Regions from separate parts of the Sus scrofa genome. Here region 1 is linked to region 2. The links are chromatin contacts, called in public HiChIP or PLAC-seq maps. All regions are on one chromosome and are shown on one strand. The core of a region is the stretch at or near the end of the contact, and the rest is flanking DNA. Distances in the headings are between cores, read along the strand shown.

Region 1 (5,990 bases), core at 2,754-5,253, 250 kb before region 2:
CTTGTTGAGCTCCTACTGCTTCATCCAGTGCCCAGGAGGTGCTCAGCAAACATTTGTGATGCCAGCCTCTGTCACAAGACACCAGGCTAGAGGTAAGTGTGACCCATCCCTCCATGAGGAGCTGATAGATTCTTAGCCTTGTGGCTCATCTTCCATCACATTATTTTACCGGGATAAATTAGGGAGGTCCCTTAGAGCCCTGGCTGCTCTCTCGGCCACATCCCGTTCTAGCATACACACAGAGTAGAAAAGGCACGGCTTCACACTTGAGCAAATTTGGGTGTGGATTCTGGAGCTTCTGACCCCTCCCAGCCACGGCCGTCTTTAAATGGAAACCGAGGCCGGGATCCCCTTGAAAGGCTGCGGGAGCCTTAGCCAAGATGCACGCGGCACCTGTGCACGTGTACTGCCCCGCCTGGAGCCACCAGGGAAACGTTGGTCCCTTGATGTCCTTGGGGGGACATGCTGTCTTGGAGCGGGGGGAGTACTTTCTGACGTGGTCCAGCATGCGTGGGGTCTGCAGCTGGAGTCGGAAGAACAGAGATGAAATTGCTGGGCTCCAGAGCCGCAAACAGAACCCTGGGGTAGCCCAAGAGTCTGTCCTCGCTGTCCACAGCCAGGTCCCACTTAGGGACATTTCAGAGAGCAGGGGATGGGTCTGACGCTGGGGCCACCTGCCCTTCGCTTTCCGGCAGCAAATGACCCCTCTTCTCAGGGCCAGACCTGGACCTTGAACCCCAGCAGCCGTCTCCCCATTCAGCACTGCCAGCTGCCCCTCATCCAGGCACATGGCTGCAGCCTACCATTCAGAAGGATGCTCTGGCCACCTAACCAGGGTGACGGTTAGTGCAGCCCTCCTCTGTGTCTTCGTCATCTGACTCCTCCCGAAACCCACTAAGCATTTTCAGACAAGGAAACAGAGACCCAGAGAGTTGAGTCATTTGTCAAGTGGGCTCAAGCGCCAACCTGTAGCAACGTCCTCAGCGGAAGAAGGATTTGGGTGACCTAAGAGTGGGGGGCCGGAGCTCGGAGGCCTCGCCTGCCCCCACATCTTCCTGGACCTGAACGTCTCCTCCTGACACGTCCCAGGGAAGCCAGAGGCCGGCAGCTTGTGACTAGGAGAGAAACGGGGCGGGTCCCTTCTCAGGAATCCTGGGGACTCAGCTCCGTCCGGGCGGAACTCGCACAGCCCTTGGCAGAGGCAGGGCTGGAATGACTTCATATTTGGATTAGGGACTTTCAGGATGGGACAAAGCTTGTCTTTATTTCAGGGCTGGTGACCTCCGTCTGAGTGGGTGACCTCCCTCTGAACTGATGGAAGATGAGAGATCTTGATGTGGGATAAAGAGTGACATCGACCCACAGGGCATCTGAGCAGCCCTCCAGCGTTTCCTGACACCTGCTGGGCGCCACCCACTCTCCCGGGTGCCCAGGACACAAGCCCCGCCAGGCAGACTTGGGCTGGGTGCATCTCACCTCTGCTTGAGCCTTGGTGTCACCTGGGGAGCGGTGACAAACAGCTACACTTAGCCTCCACCGGAGACCAATTAAATCAGAACCCCTGAGATAGGACCCACATGTTGGCATTTGTCTAAAGCTCCCGGGTGGATTCGCAACGAGGGCTGAAAGCAACTACATTAGAGATTAAAAGCCCATATTTGTTGAGCATTTATCTTGTCTCAGGCAATAAGAATTTTGTATATGTAAACACGAATTCATTTACTCTTTGCAGAATCCTTCAGAGGTAGGTTCTCCTATCATCATCTCTATTTTGCAGTTGAGGAAAGTGAGACACAGTGGCGAAGCCATTTGCTTGGTGCTAGCAAGTTGCAGGCCCAGGGTGGAATCCCAGACAGGCTGACCCTGAGCCTGGCACTTAAACAACGCCACATGGCTGCCCGGTGGGATAGGACTGGCCTTGTGCTCCCGTGGAAAAAGATCCGGGAGTCAAAGGGGGCCACAAGCCAAATACGAATGTCACTTTAAAGGGGAAAGCATGGGGGGGGGTTGGAGCGGGAAAGGGTTGGAGTTCAAGTCCTAGGCCCCAGCGCATGACCCTGGACCAGGAAGCCGTTTGCCGCTTCTGCGCCTCCGTCTCCCCATGGGCGAGTAATGAGCTGCTGAGAGAGCAAATGAAAACACCCGGCCCAGGGCCTGGAAAATGAGGGTCGAGGGTGTTCAGCTGCCTTTCCTCCCCCACCCCCCATGTCTCTCAGGTGTGTCTCCAGAAACACAAACCGAGGGGCCCCCGAGGCCTTCACGGCAGGCCCTCATGAAACACGGGCGCCTGGAAAGCACAGCCCGCAGAGCTGAGATGGGCTTGTTTTGAAAGAACGTTGTTGGAAGAGGCTGCCCTTCCCCAGCCAAGAAATGACTTTTTTTAAAGGCCGCACCCGTGGCACATGGAGGTTCCCAGGCTAGGGGTTGAATCGGAGCTGTACCCACCGGCCTACACCACAGCCACAGCAACGCCGGATCCTTAACCCGCTGAGCGAGGCTGGAGATGGAACCTGCGTCCTCATGGATGCCAGTCAGATTCGTTAACTGCTGAGGCACGACAATGACCTTCCTTTAATCCACACTCCTGATCACACAGATGGATGCAGCCAAAGCCCTCCTCACCTCCGCCCAGGGAGAGGCATGGGCCGTTCTCCGTCGCCTGAGACTCTCTGACGGCCCACCCCCAGCGCCAAAGACCCTGCGGGAGCTCAGGTGATTACATGCCCTCGAGAGACCCCCCCCCACCCCACCACAGATGCTTCTCAAAGAAGCAGCTGCTCCACAGGGTGGCAGAAGGTAAGAGGAGACCAGGGAGCCCACTTAGGTCTTTACAACTACCTCCGGGGGGAGCCTCCAGGGGGATCTGGGGTGGGGGATGAGGTGGGCTTCCCTCTGGGTCAGTGGGAGGGAGCTGGCCCAAGAGGCAAAGGTGGGAGAGTGCTGGCCTGTGACTTGGGCCTGTTGGGACATAATCTTTGGGGGCCTCGGTTTTCTCATCTGAAAAATGGGCTTGAGAATCAAAGTGAGGAGTAAATGAGGTAATGAAGCCTGGGTCACACCACTGAGTGATGGCTCTTAGCAATGGTAGCTCTATCCGTTCAACTAATAGCCAATCAAATATCCAATAAGTTAGCATGAGGAGTGGTTTTAGCCATTTAAATGAGATTCATACTATGATTTTCACAAGCTACTGTGACTCCAACATCCAATCAATAATATCTGATATACAGTGATATCCTATATCCAATATATATCTAAACCTAACAATGCTGGAGTTCCCGTTGTGGTGCAGCGGAAACGAATCCGACTAGGAACCACGAGGTGGCGGGTTGGATCCCTGGACTTGCTCAGTGGGTTAAGGATCCGGCATTGCCGTGAGCTATGGTGCAGGCGGTCAACTGTAGCTCTGGTAGGACCCCGAGCCTGGGAACCTCCATATGCTGCAGGTGCGGCCCTAAAAACCAAAAAATAAATAAATAAACCTAACAATACTGAAGAAAATATCCGTAAATCAGAATAGTAGGTATATTCATTCAAATAATATCTAATAAATAAGGAATAATAAGTAGCCATTAAAATGATTGCAATACTATTTTCATGGGCTATTGCGAATCCAATAGCCAAAAAATAATATCCAATAAAGCAAGTAGCAGATACATTCATTATAATACTGTGATAACGGTGAGCTACTGTGAATCCTAAGTAAGAGATGCGATAAAAGACCGCTGTGGGAGGGGTCGAGGGGGGCTCCAGCAGGGCTGACCGCTGTTGATGGGGACGCAAAAATTCACTGTGGGCTCATCTGCCTGGATCCTCTTTCACGGTGGCTGGAGACCAGCCGTCTTCCGCCTCTGCCTGCCTCCCCTTCCCGTCGTGAGAGTCAATATGATCCTCTCCCCACATCCTTCGCGTCCCCACTGCCGCAAACACGCTCAATAGGCAGTTCCAGAAGCGGTCTCGGCGTCGCACGAAAATGTCCAGCAGAGGGCGCGCCAGACCCATAGGGCTCGAGGCTCCTGCGCTCGCGGTCGCCCAGGCGAGGCGAGGGGGAGGGGCGGCTCTGTGTTTGGGCTCCCAGCGCACCCAGCCAGCACCCAGCCAGGTCACCCGCGGAAGGACCACTGGACTCTGGACAAGGCGAAGTGACTCTCGCTGTGGTGTGGAGAAGCAGGAAGGGAGGGGCGTCCTGCACCCTTGCTGGACCTGAGCTGAGCTGCCCATGACCTTGGGAGGTGGGAGGAGGGTCTGAGGGTCCACTGCCCGGAGAGGGCGGTGGGCAGCCTTGTCCACTGGAACGAGAGGCTCTCGGCTGCCCCCACCCAGTTTCGCTGCTGCCCGCTGGGAACCCTTCCCCCGTTTCTCAGCAAGGCACCGCTGCAGGGCCACCTTCCCAGTTGCAGGCTTGACAGAAAAACCTAAGCCCTTTGTTCCTGAATGAGGTTAGGCCGACCCTGACCGTCCATGCAGCTGCGTGTTCTTCCTTAGCACAGATCAGTCATGGGACCTGGCAGTGCTGCCTCTGAAAAAGCCCCAGAACCTCTGAGAGTGTGTGGTGGCCAAAGCTGGGGTCCCACCGGGGTGACCCTGCCAAGGGTTTAAACTCTGTGTGTTTCCATGTCCTCGTCTGTACACCTGATGGGACTAATCATGGACCTGCCATAGAGGTTTGCTGGGAGGTGTGTGTGAGCAGGGCCGGCCCAGGGCTCGGGCTGCACAAGGGTCGCATCTGCCTGTTGGTTAATCCAGCCTCTGTCATCAGCCCCCTGACAATCCAGGCCACCCCACCTCCTCCCCACCAGGCCACCTGGGCCACCTTCATTCCCCCCACCCCTTACAAGGCCCCTACTGTCATCTCCTGCCTGCTACCCAATCTGGGCCTGTCCTCTGCCCCTCAGGGACTCCTGCCCCCTGCCTGCCCCCCACCGACTCCGCTAGTCTTGAACCCCCCGACCCATCACACCCATCAACTACCCTGTGGCCAAACTGACTTTTCTAAAATGCAAATCTGATGATGTTGCTCCCCGCTCAGTATCCACAGAAGGCTTCCATTAAATTTGGAATGAAGGGAGTTCCCACTGTGACTCAACAGGTTAAGAACCCAACTAGTATCCATGAGGATGTGGGTTCGATCCCTGGCCTCACTCAGTGAGTTAAAGGACCTGATGTTGCTGTGGCATAGGGCAGCAGCTGCAGCTCTGATTCAACCCCAATTGCAGGAACTTCCATATGCCTCAGGTACGGCTCTTAAAAAAATTTTTTTTAATTGGAATTAAGTTTCAGCTCCTTGAAATGATTTACAAGGCCTTTGGTCAAATTGACAATGCCTGGCATTCCAGCCTCATCTGTCTGAGTGACATGACAGGGTCCCTCCATGGCAAGGAGCTTGGAAATTTGATACTTGTCTTAATAGTTTTAAAATACTTGCACATTTACCCAAAGAGAAACTACAATTTTTTTTATGACTCTAAAGACCATCTCTGTCTCGGTGAACCCAAGGGCTTTAGAGCAGGTACTCTATTCAAGGGACCTGCTGATTGGGTCTAGAAGCTTCTCTCACTGGCCATGCCCTGCCCTCACTCTTGGGTCGTTCCCCCTCCTTAAAGGCTGACTGTTGTCAGGTATATTCAGTTTCAAAGTCTTATTGGCTGTGAAGAGCCTCCACCTTTCTGCCGAATAGGGTCAGCCGTGTGTCTTTGGCTGCTCTCGGACCCGTGGCCCTCACCCAGGACCCACACATGAGAACATAGCTGGGGCGGCACCAGGCAAAGGCACTTTTCAGGTTCCCATGTGGTGGCACTGCTGGGCAGGGGTGCGAGGTTCTGAGCCCCCATCCTGACTCATTCCCAAGGTCTCCTTGGTGGGTGTGCTGGGCTGTGGTCCTTCCATTCAGCCCCAGCTCACACCCTCACAAAACCAGTTCCCCGACTCAGCTCCTGACTCAGGGGCTCGCCAACATTCACACCCGATGCTTCTTTTATGAAACTAATATT
Region 2 (5,322 bases), core at 67-2,566:
TCACTCTGGTTCCTCTTGCAGCAAAGGAAAGGCGGGCCCACCAGGCTAACACTGCCCTCCAAGTCCACAGTGAGTTGGTTTCGTTGTCTGGCAGGGCTGGGCAGAGGGAGGAAGGTGGGTTGGTCCTCCTTGCTGGGGAACAGCAGTGCCTGTTGCTGGTGATGCGGTCGGGGGTTGAACAAGGACACCGTGGTACTTGGCAGGCCGGCTTTTCTGGAGGGAACTGGATTGTAAGAAACCAAACATTATGGTACAGATTATGGTGGATATTAATGTTGACATGTTACCAGTTATTCATAGTGACAGCAGTAATAGTTCACGTATGTTGAAGCGTTCACGCACAGATACTGTGCTCACAGTGCACTGTGTCTTCACAACAAGCCTTTTAGGTTGGTGCCTCTTCCCTTCCCCATTTAACAACTTTGGGCCTCTTAATTCCTCTGTCCTGTCTTTGGCACATAGCCTCCACCTCATGGTCCAAATAGGCTGCACAGGCTCCAGCCATCTTGTCTCCATTCCAGCCAGGAGTAAGGAGAAGCAGGCAAAGAACACAACTCTTCTCTTGAAGGACCTTCCTGGAAGTTCCATTGGTCACAACTGCTTATTGTCCAGATATAGCATGTGGCCCCACGTAGCTGGAAAATGTAGCCTTAATTCAGGGCAGCCATATGGCAGCTAAAACTTAAGGATTCTGTCCCAAAGATGGAAGAGGTCAGCGATCCTCATCTAGTGCTCTCATGTTCATCGATCCCCACAGGCCTTAGACTTGCAGGGGGCTTATTGTTTGCTGCTGGGAATGGCCACCAGCTGCCACCTGGGAAAGCGAGCTGGTCAGACAGACATGTGCGTGCAGGCCTGTGGGAGGGACATGGCCTCTGAACACCCCAGTGGTGACTCAGGGTGTGAGTCACAGCACCCAAAGGCTTTCTCCAGCCGGGCAGCTACCACCCATGGAGATAGGGAGGCAGCCCGCCTCCTTGACACCCCCTTAGCCCAACCCACCGGGCCAGACAGTGTGGGGGTGGAGAGGGCCTGGGAAGGCGCCGGGCTGTGCCAGGCGCCCCCTGAGCCCCGCCTGCCTGCCCTCTGCAGGATGCCGACTTGGCTCGTTTGCTGAGCTCTGGCTCCTTCGGAAACCTGGAGAACCTCAGTTTGGCCTTCACCAATGTAACCAGTGCCTGCGCAGAGCACCTCATCAAACTGCCTTCTCTCAAGCAGCTAAACCTGTGGTCCACTCAGGTACACGGGCCCGCCCTGCACCCCGCTACGTGTCTTCCCTGCACCACTCCCTCTCCTTCCTTGCTCCGCCCTCTCCTCCCTTGCTCCGCCCCCTTCTCCCTTGCTCCGCCCAGCCCTCCCTGCCCCCTGGTGGGGGGCGTTCCCTCCTCCCTGCCCCATACCTGCCCTGCACCCTCCTCCATGGCTGGCCTTTCCACCCAGAACCCATGGGTCCAGTCCCTTGATCCCATGCCCCCTCCATGGCTCAGTGCTACGTTCCCCAGAGGGTCCTAAGCCAGAGGAGGTCTAGCCTTTCCGATGCCCAGTAGCCCCTTTCACGGCTGGATTTGCTGAGGCCCAGAGGGGACATGTAGAGTCTCACCCGTGCTGAAAGGCAGAGCTGACGTGTGGAGCGGGTCTAATGCCCCTCCCTCGGGAGCGTGCGGGTGGCTTGTGGGTCCCTTCCGTGTCATAACGGCCACGGTGCTCCTTGTCCTGCTCAGCATTGATCTAGCGGTTGAGCCTTTGGCGTGGATCTTCACATGTGGGCTCAGCAGTGCTGTAAGGCCCAGCCGTCCAGCCATCCCACCCTCCCCCAGGGCAGGGCCACCTCCGCCCTCACTCAGAGAGCCACTGGGTTCACAACCCCCCTAGACAGACGGTAGCACCGACTCACAGGGTTGGGAGGGTACTAGTCTGGGCCATGGCACCAGCAGAAGCTGGATTTGAACCCAGGTCATGGCCCTGGAGTCTCTGGAGAGAAGCGAGAGCAGCCCTGGCCCTGAGGCGTGGAGGGCGGAGGTCCTGGGCCACAAAGCCAGGCTCTGCCTCCTTCCACCGCTGTGCGGGGCGGAGGCTGGAGTCCGTCTCCAGGCTGAGAGGGTCTCTGCCCCACAGTTTGGAGACGCCGGCCTGCGGCTCCTGTCGGAACACCTCACGATGCTTCAGGTGCTGAACCTGTGCGAGACGCCTGTCACCGATGCCGGCCTGCTGGCCCTCAGCTGTGAGTCCCGCCGCCTTCTCTGGTCCCTCCCCGGGGCTGCGGGCCATGCCGAGGCCTCGCTAAGCCCTCCTCCACCAGGAGCAGCACCAGGGCAAATGCCGCTGCCCTTGTGGAGCTGATACTCTAGAAAAAAGGAAAACGCGTGAGGCCGGGCTCATGCCCTCCCGACAGTGTCAGAGGCCCGAGGTGCCCCCTCCCCACCAGCCGCAGCGGCTCCCCCAGAGCTGGTTGGAAATGCGGATTCTCAGGCCCTGCCCCAGACCCGCCGACTCAGAAACTGCATTGTAACAAAAAGCCCCAGTGATTCTCATGCGGGTTAACATTTAAGAGGCACTGCCCTCGTAGACGGAGCCAGAGAATGCTCGAGGGACCTGGAGCTGCTGGTGCCCGTACCCCGACCCTCATCTCCTGAACTCGAACCTTGGGTGCTGTTGAGCCTGGGAATCTGCATTGCCTGTTGTCAGACCCACTGGTTTAGATGAGAGGCCCTGTGTATCCCAGCTGGGAAGAAGCAAGGAGGGTTTCCCAGGGAGAGGACTGGACCTGGGCGTGGAAGCCATTCACGTAGGGGTGGCCAAGGAGCTGGCAGGCCCGGCAGCGGGTCGTTGGCCCCTGGTAGGAGGCTTTGAGGGGTTAGGGGCAGGTGACAGGGCTGACGGAGCACCGGGAGGATGAGGTTTGGAGTCCCAGCGGGGTAGCGTCCTGGCGAACAGTGCTGGCTCCTGCGTCCCGCACTCAGCGCCTCCGGGAGGGGGACCGGGCGTCTGTCTTTAACAGGCGCCCTGTGCAACTCTGGATGCAAAGCCAAAGCATGAGGCCTGCTTTCCAGAAGCCGGGGCCCACGTCAGCTCCCGTGGGGAGAGCTTTCAGGGTTTCCTTGGGGGGAAGGCCAGGGCTGGCCCATTAGGGCTGGTCTGCAGGGTGGCAGGCAAGCTCCAGGGACATGACAGGGGACCGGAAGGGAAGGTCACAGGGGCAGGGAGAGAACACGGGCCCAATTCAGGTCAGCACCTGCCTGAACTAGACTCTGTACCTCGCGGCCCCCACCTCTGCTCTGAACCTCCAGCTCCCCCACCCCGTGCCCTAAGCAGAGGCCTCGGAAACTCAGTCAGCCCCCAGCTTGAGGGTCTAGTTCCCGCAGCTGCCCCCTGTGGGGTCTGACTGACTTCATGGTCATGTCTGTCTGTGTCTGTCTGTCACTGCACAGCCATGAAGAGCCTCTGCAGCTTGAACATGAACAGCACCAAGCTCTCGGCTGACACCTATGAAGACCTGAAGGTGAGCTTCCGTTCCTCCCTTCCCATCTTCCTTCTTTCCTTCCTTTGCAAGTGCAAAAGTCCTGAGGCAGAAAGGTTGGCAACAAGTGACTTTGTAACGAATGCGACTAGAAAGTGAGAGAGCGCGGGCGAGCTGGGGCCAGACTCGAAGGAGCCCTCATAGGTCCCGGGATTTCACCCAGATTCAGTGGAAAGCTTTCAGAGGCTCTAAGCAGGGTGATGAGTTCTGCTTTTAAAAGCTCATTCTGGCTGTTACATGGGAAATGGGTTTTTTGAGGGGGAGGATTAAGCATGAGCAGCAGCACGTGGATAGTTTGGCAGGGCTGCTGCAGTCACACGGGTAAGCTGGGGTCACCAGGGCCGGGCTAGGTTGGCAACTTCTCGAGGAAAGAGAAGAGGTTCTGAGTGGTGGAAGGCAGGCATGTCTTATGTTTAAAAGCATGTCTTGGAGTTCCTGTTGTGGCTCTGCAGGTTAAGCACCCGACGTAGTGTCCTTGAGAATGTGGGTTCAATCCCTGGCCTCACTCAGTGGATTAAGCATCCGGCGTTGCCACAAGCTGCGGGGTCAGTTGTAGATGTGGCTCAGATGCTGTGTTGCTGTGGCTGTGGTGTGGACCTGCAGCTGCAGCTCCTAGCCCAGGGACTTCCATATGCCACAGGTGCAGCTGTAAAAGGGAAAAAGAAAAGCATGTCTCTTGGAAGTTCCTCGGTGGCCTAACAGGTTAAGGATACAGTGTTGTCACTGCTGTGGCTCAGGCTACAGCTGTGGCACCGGTTGGATCCCTGGCCTTGGAACTTTCATATGCCTTGGACATAGCCAAAAAAAAAGCATGTCTCTTCAGCCTTCAACAGGCTCCCCCTGCCCCCATCCTGGGTCCAGAAGAATGGGCATGGCATCAGAGCCAGCGCCCTGGGAAGGAAGGGCTGAGCCAGGAGACACAGGTGGTGCCCTGAGCCGGCCGGCACCTAGGCACCCTGGAAGCCACGTGCAGGGATCCTCCGCAGCCCTCAGCCGAAGCTCACCTCCAGCAGGGGCTCCCCTCCTGCTGCTGCTCCAGCTCAGCCAGATCTGCAGCCCGGGGCTAACTCACTGACCAAGCCTCCAAAAACCTTCGGAGCACCTACTGTGTGCCAAGCCCATGCTGGGCACGGGGCCGAAGTGCGGCTAGCTCAGCCCTGCCTGGGCAGAAGCTCAGTCCTGGCAGACAAGCAGCATACAGGGGCAGGATGGGGCCCAGGGGCCAGCAGGGCTGGCACGGCTAGCTCTGTTCATTAGGGTGGAAGAACCTTCACAAAAGAGGGTCTTAAGAAGCGAGTCTGCCAAGCAGGCCAGGAGAGGCATCCACAGGCTCCTGAGGAGTGCGTGGTGAGCCGAGGGCAAGGCGCACATGAGGGGCCAGGGCCGGTGGCCTGAGTGTCCTCTGAGGGCTTCAGACCCCAGCACCACCAGCCTCCCTCAGGGGCTGGGCCATCAGAAAGGCTTCAGGGCCCATCCCAACCTGCTGAATTGAGTGAGCATTTTAAGCCCCGTCCTGAGGATTCCTGCACAAGAAGCAGAGACTTCTCAGCTGGCGCTGCTTTAGTCAGCTTAGCTGTAGACACCAACCAGGAAAGGGGTGAGTGAGCCACTTGTGAAGAGAAGTCCCTTCCAGTCGGTGTGTTACTCGCACGTTTGAGAGACACATGGTTTCACGTTGGTGACCCTGGCCCAGGATGCCCAGCCTCTGCCGTGGGCCTTGGGGCGGACTGGGGGCTGCCTGCCTCGGGAGAGGCAGCCTCTGTGCCACAGCAGGTCAGCGAAGCTGAACTTCACCACCCACTCTG

Evidence for each region. HiChIP or PLAC-seq counts read pairs in DNA pulled down with a chosen protein or histone mark.
Region 1: a contact with region 2 is called in an H3K27ac HiChIP or PLAC-seq map of alveolar macrophages. The contact joins two enhancer-like sites. A contact is called at or near these places in 1 of 5 promoter capture datasets (liver), 29 of 47 Hi-C or Micro-C datasets (adipose tissue, alveolar macrophages, blood and 16 more) and 2 of 2 datasets of contacts at active chromatin or transcription factors (alveolar macrophages and skeletal muscle).

The regions. Positions count from the first base shown.
Region 1 is chr6:6,908,479-6,914,468 of Sscrofa11.1, reverse strand. No RefSeq gene overlaps it. Among named protein-coding and RNA genes, the nearest start is that of CMIP, 30 kb to the right of the region's middle. Within about 2 kb of position 4,003, at least 23 of the 83 cell types and tissues checked have an H3K27ac peak or open chromatin away from gene starts, as enhancers often do. A contact at or near this core is called in alveolar macrophages, where this site is marked.
Region 2 is chr6:6,656,230-6,661,551 of Sscrofa11.1, reverse strand. It overlaps CMIP (C-Maf-inducing protein), which reads left to right. Exons shown (of 21, transcript XM_021093761.1): 17 at 22-69; 18 at 1,093-1,239; 19 at 2,116-2,221; 20 at 3,429-3,499. Among named protein-coding and RNA genes, the nearest start is that of PLCG2, 56 kb to the right of the region's middle. Within about 2 kb of position 1,316, at least 11 of the 83 cell types and tissues checked have an H3K27ac peak or open chromatin away from gene starts, as enhancers often do. A contact at or near this core is called in alveolar macrophages, where this site is marked.